Regions from separate parts of the Columba livia genome. Here region 2 is linked to region 1. The links are chromatin contacts, called in public Hi-C maps. All regions are on one chromosome and are shown on one strand. The core of a region is the stretch at or near the end of the contact, and the rest is flanking DNA. Distances in the headings are between cores, read along the strand shown. Region 1 holds the start of EIF2S3 (eukaryotic translation initiation factor 2 subunit gamma). Region 2 overlaps ACOT9 (acyl-CoA thioesterase 9).

The links. Hi-C and Micro-C count contacts between places; a contact is called where the count stands out from the background.
Region 2: a Hi-C map of crop shows a contact between it and region 1, with 2.8 times the contacts expected there. The contact joins the enhancer-like site here to the promoter of EIF2S3 in region 1.

What each region holds. Positions count from the first base shown.
Region 1 is chr1:105,927,089-105,931,675 of bColLiv1.pat.W.v2, reverse strand. EIF2S3 (eukaryotic translation initiation factor 2 subunit gamma) reads left to right here and starts at 2,696. Exons shown (of 12, transcript XM_065071036.1): 1 at 2,696-2,949. The coding sequence starts at 2,881. KLHL15 (kelch like family member 15) reads right to left here and starts at 2,630. Exons shown (of 5, transcript XM_065070988.1): 1 at 2,502-2,630; 2 at 124-220.
Region 2 is chr1:106,047,813-106,052,213 of bColLiv1.pat.W.v2, reverse strand. It overlaps ACOT9 (acyl-CoA thioesterase 9), which reads right to left. Exons shown (of 15, transcript XM_065071057.1): 11 at 3,610-3,700; 12 at 3,041-3,126; 13 at 2,165-2,252; 14 at 1,829-1,979; 15 at 1-1,583. The coding sequence ends at 1,525. Among named protein-coding and RNA genes, the nearest start is that of PRDX4, 15 kb to the left of the region's middle. Within about 2 kb of position 2,238, at least 1 of the 3 cell types and tissues checked has an H3K27ac peak away from gene starts, as active enhancers do.

The DNA.
Region 1 (4,587 bases), core at 1,447-3,946:
AGTAAGTTTTTCATACACAGAAGTGATACCACCAAAACTTCGTGCATCCTGCCCTCTTCAGACTTTTCACCTTCATAGGTCAGTAAGGGTGGAAAAAGTTAAGCAGGGCTGTTTTGGTTTTACCTGACTGTCATTTTGCTGTTTGCAGTTTGTGGCAAGCTGAGGCGGAAGATGATCTTCAGGTCTCTCCTACACACTGCCAGAGAAGATGACCTCAAACCTAGCCAAAAAAAAAAAAAAGCCAAACAGCTTTGACATATTCTCAATGTTTAAATGCACAAAAAAAAGAGACCAAAACAAAAACCAACCAAAAAACCCAATCTCCTCCCTCACACTACCAAAAAATTAAAATATGTTAATAACACCTCAATTCTCATCTCCTAAATAAAAATGCGAGACTGTTAAATTTGGATCCTTGACAATGACCAGTGTTATCAACATTACTTTAGTTAATATAAGTTTACACAGAGATTTGCACTGACCCCTCTGATTTAGGCATCTTCATGAAGTCAGTTTCTAAGTAGCTCCCACTGGCTTAAATAAGACTATTGCAATAAATAAAATTCTGGACACACATTTTTGGGTTATACTCATATACTATTTACCACTGAATTTGAGTAATTTAAAACATTATTTAATTTATACATATATGCCTAATGTAACTGACAACTCCAATAAATGTTTTTAGCTACTTTAATTAGACATTTTCAGTCTTTAGACTTTTTTGGTTTTTCTTCATACTACACATATTCCCAAAGAGATCAATCAAAGTAACAAGAGTATCTCAGAATATGTAAAATGTATGATCTCATTGTTAAAACAGGAGCAATAGTTTGTGCACTTTTTTTCAGATGCCTGGCAGGGTTCTTGGCACAGATTAAACCCTTTCTAAAGGCTGCTGCAAACATGACAAAAACTGTTTCCATAATTTTACATTGCACTGCATTATTGCATAATTTAAACAGCTAAGTAACTACAGAGTCTAGTATTTTCAGTTCATTTTCATAAAAGAGTGATTATACATGCCTGGACATCGAAGCAACTACAACCAAGTATTGCATCATGTTCCCATTATACTTTGTGTATGTCAGTCATAAGCACCTATTATTTTTCCATGAAGTGATATATTTTATATAGAATTGAAAATATCATGTGTCCTGACGAAAGACTGGACATTAAATTTTATTTTCCAGACCAATATGCAAAATTATTGGGTTGCAAGACAAAATATATTTTGTCATTGGCAATGCCATTACACATACTGTAAGTTTTCTTGTGACATTTTCATATTCATTTATTCAAAACAAAAATGCTGGCAATGTATTTGTTCTAGGTATATCCAGCAGAACTCAGTTCTAACTTCTGTATCAGGCAAGAATGGAAATAGTAGTATTTGCATAAGTGGGAGGTTACAAGTATTGTTAAACCAGACATACCAGTTTCACACAGATTTCTATCATCACATTTCAACTGCTGTCTCCTCCAAACTTGTTTCTTTGACCCCAGCAGATAGCCAGGCAAAAATCTAAGAACCATCACATCTTTCAGCAGGCAAAGCCACTGTTATTGAATGTGCATGTATTTGACATAGTTGATTACTTACAGTGAAACTTGTTACTCCAATCATAGAAGCAATCCTATTAGTAGCAATATCCTCTATGCATTTAACAAGTTTTTATGAAGGAGAAGACATGGGGGACAGTTGTGAATTTGACCTTTAGTCTCTGTTGAACTTCTAAGATGTCTCCCATCACCGGATCAAGGATTTTAGTTCAATTTTTTTAAAGCATTTATGTCATACTGGACACTGAAAACACTACACATTTGGTGGGGTTTTTAGCTGCTCAATGCAGAAGATTGAAGCTGTTTGTATCACGGGGCAGGGTCTTATTTCCATACGGTCTCCCTAACACTAAACATCCAACCTACAAAAGACAGTAACAAGAGGAAGGTTGAAATTCAAAATCTTATCAGGCTCATGGCCAGCAGAGATTACTAACATATGCAGAGTGACATTGTACTGTTCAAGCAGGTAAGATGATCAGACATCAAATTAGATATGCTAATTTCCAGTACATACAAAGCATATCTTGCTTCAATGTTACCCCAACCTCCTTTGTGCATCACACCCACTCACTGCCCCAAATAAACCTACATCACCATGCCGTTACATAGGCATAAACACAGGTTGAAACTCCTTTTTCTGGTGCATCTATTAGCCAGACTAGGTCCCCATCCAGATCGCTCTACCAAAGCAATGGCAGTATTTTACATATACAGCACACACCACTAGCAGAGAGTAACCGCGGGCCCAGCCGGCCTGTCGTACAGACAAAAGACAATCCCTTTTCCACAGTAACAATTAGAAGCGCGGATTCCCCGGACGCTCGTTCCAGCAGCAGTTACCGAAAGCTGCGTGTAACACCACACGTCCTCCCTAGCGCTACGTTTTGACCAGCCCGCCGCTCCCGCCCCAACGTCTCCCCTCCGCCGCCCCTCACCGCGCTCAGCCACGACCGTTACTCGGCGGCAAGCGCACGCGCGAGGCGCGCTCCCGCCGCCCCGCCCCGCCCCGCGCATGCGCACGCCTCTCTGGCGGCGCCGGCGCACGCGGAGCAGCCGCTGCGGCAGGCCCGGTTGCATCACCCGACGTGAGGGCGATGGGGGTCCTTCTCGGGGCTGGCCCGTAGCGCGCCTGAGCCGCTTCCGCCCCGCGGTGGGGCTGGTAGCGGCCCCGCACCGCCCAGCGCGGCGGGTCTGTGAGCCGGACGCCTGTCCTCTGGCCGTCTGGTGCCGGTCTGCACGCCGCCGCTGGCGGCACCGAGAGGAGCCGAGGGTCAGGCGGCCGTGCGAGCCTCCTCACTTCCTCTTCGGGCCAAGATGGCGGGGGATGAGGCGGGAGTGACTCTGGGGCAGCCGCACCTCAGCCGGCAGGACCTCGCTACCTTGGTGAGACCCGCCTGGCGGGCGCCCAGGGGACGGGGGCAGGTGGCCGCGGACACTGAGGAGCAGCGGATGCGGGTGGTGGAGCCGGGGAGGGGCGCTGAGGATGGGGGTGTGGGCGGGCGGCGGCGCTGGGAGGCTGAGGGGATCCGTGCCTCCTTCCAGGCCCCGCTGTGGCCGTTGGAGCCGGGGAGGTCTGAGGGGGCGCGGAAGGCGGCGGTGCTGTGGGGACCGAGTTGCAGCTCTCTGGGTCCGAGGGATGGGGTGGCTGAAAGCGGCTGCGGGCAGAGCGGCGGCGCTGGGAGCAGGTTAGGCAGGTCGCTGCGGGTTTGGTTTAGTTGGATGAGGCGCTTCGCTTGCTGGTGAGATGAGTCTAAAACTCAGCGAGTTGGCGTCCCGGCTTTGCGAGCGAAGTCTTTGTGTGACAGTGGTGGAGACGTGCAGTTTCTTCCTCATAGGGGCTGTCCTGTTTTAGCGATGTTAAAGGCTCTTCTCTTCCCAAAGTACAGTTATAAATTGGTGTTCGATTCCCCAGCAGGCTCGATGGATTGGCTGCCAGCCCTGTCTTGGTTGGCCTACCTAGAAAATTTTCTTGCCTACCGAGCAAGTCAGTTGCAGTGGTCTCTTGCTGTGGTAGTCTTGCCTATTAAATATGTTGCCTGAGCTGTCTTGTTTATTACACATATATGCAGACAAAAGCAGCGGAAGGTCATATTGCTGCCTCTGGTGTTAAGTAAACTAGAAGGGCCGTATGTCTTTAAAATAATAATTTTTTTATATTTGTGGGCTTTGAGTACAATAATTCTTTTTGTGTTATAGCTAAGCATGTTGATATTTGTTAGGGAAGCATATTAGTAATTTTTAGAAGTTTCTTCACTAACTATCGGTGTTGACCATAGCGTTTGCCAGTGAGAAAGAGCACGTATAGGCGTATTTGGAAGGTCAGCAGGAATTACCTTTAAGACCTATACTATACGTTTCAGTTGGCTCTTGAATACTTACAGCTGGCTGGAGCTTAGAGCTGAACTTAGCCTTATGCTAGTCTTGAAGAAAAAATTGCATGTGTGCATAATTGTGTGCACCAGGAGAATTTCTCCTGATGGCAGGATTTGCATCATGCTTGTCACCCTACTAGATGATGCCATCTGCAGGTCATTTTCCATCGTTGACTTTGTTGTGTGTAGTCATTTAAAGTTAGATATACAAGAAATAAAAAATTAATTGCCTGTGTTAGCTGGACAAACCTTGTTTTGTATTGAACATGAGCATTTTGTTCATGTAATACTGGAGAATAGAATGAGTGAGCTTACATTTTTACACAAATTGTGTCAAATAATACTGTTATGCACAGAACCTGCATGTAACAGTGTAAATAATACATGATTTAAGGTAAATTAATGTGTGTGTGTTATTTGTACCTTAGCAAAATACTTATATCCTATACTGCACTGAGGATTCTTTTGGCATCTTGAATCTTTGTTTGAACTAAGCAGCTCATCCATGCAAATTTGTGCAGGATGGAAAATAACTGTAAATAGTTTCAAAAGTAGTACAGAGGAACATTACAGTGGATTTCAACATTTGTCCAACATGTGTCGAAAAAAAACCAAAACGACTCTTTCAGAGTCATCTTTTTAGCTATAT
Region 2 (4,401 bases), core at 989-3,488, 120 kb before region 1:
TGCTGATTCATACTTGCTGCTTCGTCCTTTGATTTTAAACCTAGCAGGGAAGCCACAGTCTATTCTTGTGTATTACAAGACATCATATTTCATCCATTTAACCTACCATTGAGCCCAACTACTCCTCTGTGAGTGTCCTGCTCAGACGGGATATCAGCCTTGATTCAAAGCTATCAGAAGTCCAATTTTGCGCTTGTGACTAATCATCCTCACTGCTAAAAGGTGATACGTCCCATCCACCCACCTTCTGAATTTCAGGATGTTGGGCTTTGTCTGCCAGATATTGGAGACATTGGAACTTTCTCCACCGCATCAGAAGCACTTCAGTATCAAGTACTTTCTTCCTGTTCCTTCCATGCCGTGGTTATGTCCACTGAGGTGTCCCCTCTGTGGTGGGGAATAACTCTGTCCTTCACAGGTAAACTTTGACAACCTTTAAAGCTCCTTAAATACTCCTATTTCATTACAGTCTACCAAGGAACCAGACAAAGAACCCAGTTGAGGAGGCTGCCCTCTAGCTGTGCCACCCCTCAGCGGGACAAAAACGCTCCCACCATTCAGCAGCTGACTTGGGAGCTGCTCAACAGAGATTCTCTGCACCCCTAACTCCAGCATCAAATGTAACCATTACCATTTAAGCAGCGTTTTACTTTTCCTACTCCCAGTCCCTAAACAAACCAAAACATTCTGCTCTGCAATGCCTTTTCTCAGTCCCACCCAATGTCACCAATCAGATCTCTACAGGCCACGAGAAATAACTCGTTGAGGAACTCACAGTTATATCCCCCCCATTAGAAAAACCAAACAAACTAGAAGAGGCAGGGAAGGACTGGCTGTACACAAACAGAATCCCACAAGAGACCATCTGGCCACTTCATTTCATTGCAAAAATCAGTTTCCTCCCAAGGAAACGTGAAGCCATCCAAAACAGAAGCTGCAGCAACCTTGTAAAATCCCAGCTAATGGGAAACACCTGCTTGACATTGTGCACACAGTGGTGACCTCTAAGCTTATGCTGCCCAGATGCATGTGTCCTTGTTAAAAAAAAAAAAGACGACCCTAAACTTAATCTACACAAAAACGTAGGTCAAATGGGTTCATCTGTCTCTATCTACTTATTGCACACATTTTTCTGATAGAATTTCTAGCCCTTACCAGGGAAATACAAAGGAGAGCTGCAAAGGGAAAGTAGGCAGATGGTGACAAGACAGCAAAGGTCATAATGAGAGCTCTCAAAGCAGACAAAGAGAAGCTATGTAAAGCTTAAGATCGTAATTTTTCAGCCTTTTTTCCTAGCTTCATCATGTAAAAGTAGATTTAAACAAATCCTATTAGCAGAGTATAAAAAATCCAAATATATGCAAATACATAAACAGCACTAAAAAGGTATTTTTTGTTCTGGAGTTTAGATTGGTTTGGGGTTTGTTTTGGAGTGGGTTTTCAGTACTCCAAGCACCTGTCTGTGAGCCATCTCTGGTGACAGCTCTTTCCAAGACAGCACGCTGATGCAGCATTCACTGTGCGTCAGATTTCTTTCATGGTTGCAGCAAAGTGTCGCTTCCCATCTAAATACAACATGGACTCTGAAATAAGGCGGAGAAAAGAGAGAACCACATTAGTAACTCAGTATCAATACTGGACAACTACAGAGGATGGTTAAAATTAAGCAGCAATCCACATTGTCATCAAAGCATATGGTGTGCTTTGCCATGAAATCCTGCTAAATTAATCAAATGCCAATAGTTCACCTATTAAAACGACCAATCTTCCAACAGAAAGTCATCTTTTCTACAGAGCTATGATGACAATGTTTTAACTGGATACTTGCCTCCATACGTTTTGGGGACAACCCGTGGGACCTCGTTTTCCGATATAAATGTAAAATGGAAGATATTGGTTGTCTGGTGCTCTCTGGTATCTGCATCATAAACCTCACTGTGTACTCGAACCTGGATGTAGTTTTTTTCTGTGTAACAGACCTACGCAGTTAAGACAAGAGTTATAGCTTATAATTTTGCCATTGGCACTGAAAAGCTCTGACAGACTTCATTGCACTGTTTAACAGGAAAATCACACGCTCTCTTAATGCAGTGTTCATTATCAGGGATTAACAATGACTACAGCAAATACAAATTATTCTTTTCAAAAAGAAATCAGCTCCTACCTGTCCAGAAAGCAGTAATAAGGATCCAACTTCAACTGGCCTCTGAAACATGATATCGTCAACAGATACGATAAATGGTCTGGAACCCCTGAGCAAGAAAAAAGAGAAATTTCTTCTCAAGAATAATGAGGGTGTTTGGAGAAATTTGAAACATTTCATCGTCAGCATTTTAATTGAGGGTTACTAGAAAACAGCTCTCCCTCCTAAACATGGGCCACACGAAGCACTGAAGAATTATGTCATGGCCCAAGACAAAAATATCTAGAGGAAACCTCTCACGCATAAAAATACACACTCTCGAAGGAAACATTATTGCATCATTCTTGTATCTTATGACTTACACATGCTAGGCAACCTTCATGCCACCCTTGCTTAGGCCTCAGTTTTCCAAGCACTGACATGAGACACTTCACTTTCTGTCAAGCAATGCAGCCTCCATTACATTTACACACTGACCTCGGCTGGGTGATGACCCCAGTCACACTTTCTAAGCACAAGTAGTTAGTAGAAGAAGTTCAGAAACTACTCCTCTCATGTACAGAATGAGAACATGCCATATTTATTTGATAGAATGTCTATTTTATACAGTTAGAAAGAAAACGTATCTTCAAAAGTCGGTCTCAGAAAAAGGATGTATTTTCTAACTTGACATATAATGCTTAAAAACCAAGCTCCAAGGAGCAAGACACAAATCTCTTCGTAAGTAGAACAGATGCTCTAAGGAAAACAGTGCTGCGCTCCAAGAGTGCAAGATTCTACTAGACGCCCAGGTCTTTTCTACTCAGATTGTCATTAGGTTGGTCAGCTTGCCTTCCTGACCTACATATAAGCGCACAATGCTCAGGATTATATAAATATTGCAGGTGTATGACTCACCCATAGCTGCAAGCATTTGCCCATCCCAGTTCAAACGCCTTTCTCATGAGAAAACCCCCAAAGATCCTATTGAAGATGTTCCGTTCCTATATGTGGAAACAAAACCAAAGTGCTACATTATACTTATTTTCAAAGCATTGTGTTGAAGTCTGCACTTCTGCTCGCAGTATATAGCAGAACTCACAGCATTTGAATGTATAAAAAGCATGACTGAACTATATAAAAAAGTCCAAATGGCTGAGGCAACTCTACTTAATAGGAGCTCAACTGACTCATCTGACAATATAAGATAAAAACTCAAATTGAGACAGCAACCAGAAGCCCAACTTAAACAGTTTGCAAAGGAATTTCTTTACACAAAACAAACAGTCTGGTAAGAAAACGAGGTAATTAAAAATCTCCTGGTTTGCAGTGGCAATCCATACGGATAATAGAAAAATGGCAAAAGAAACTAAGATCTAAATACATTGCAAGAACTGCAGAACCAAAACAAAATAATGGATTGACTAGTCTTACAAGGCAATTAATAAGTAACGATTTCTGTAATTAATTGATATTTTTCAAAATACCTGAGGATGGCAAATCTGTAGGCCTTTTAGCTTTGCATCTTCCATCCACACTGAATTGGGTGGTAATTTACGACTGCGGAAACTTACTGTCCTTGGAAGAGACAATAAAATTTATAGCCCAAATTAGCAGAATTCAGAAAGTCAAAAACGCACAAATAGTAAAGGCAGACGCACACTAAAAAAACAAAACCCCACACATACACAAAAACCCCAGACCAAACAGAAATGCTGTCACTAAAAACTGTTCCAACTGACCTTGAAGCCTTATCTAACATGATACTTTGATTTGTTACTGCAATAAGCGCATGCTCCTGGTCTTTCCAAAACTTCTGCTAATGTTCAAGCTTATGTAAATGAACAAGCTCGAGAAAGGTACACCAAAGAAAAAATGAATCACAACTACAAAGCACACACTTTGTCAGAAAAGCCTTACTCTATTTTTTAAGTCATAATATGAATGAAAAGCACACAATGAGCTAACAGAGTAATTCAACATCAAACATGCAGACGGTTTGAGGTTTTCAAATCCAGACAAAACATGTACAAAATATATCTGCCAATTTTAAGGGAAAGTACGTCTCACTTTGCTGAACAGCTTTGAAAACAACAATTGTATAATGTTAGTAAGCTAAAGAAATTATAAATTATCCACAAATACAACATTGCACTAATGTGATTAGGCAGTGTTCTATCACCATTGACACTGGACAACTTCACACAAATCTCAAGTTTAAGAGAAGCACACCAACAACAGTCTTCCTCAAATAATGTTGTCAGGTATGACATTTAAAA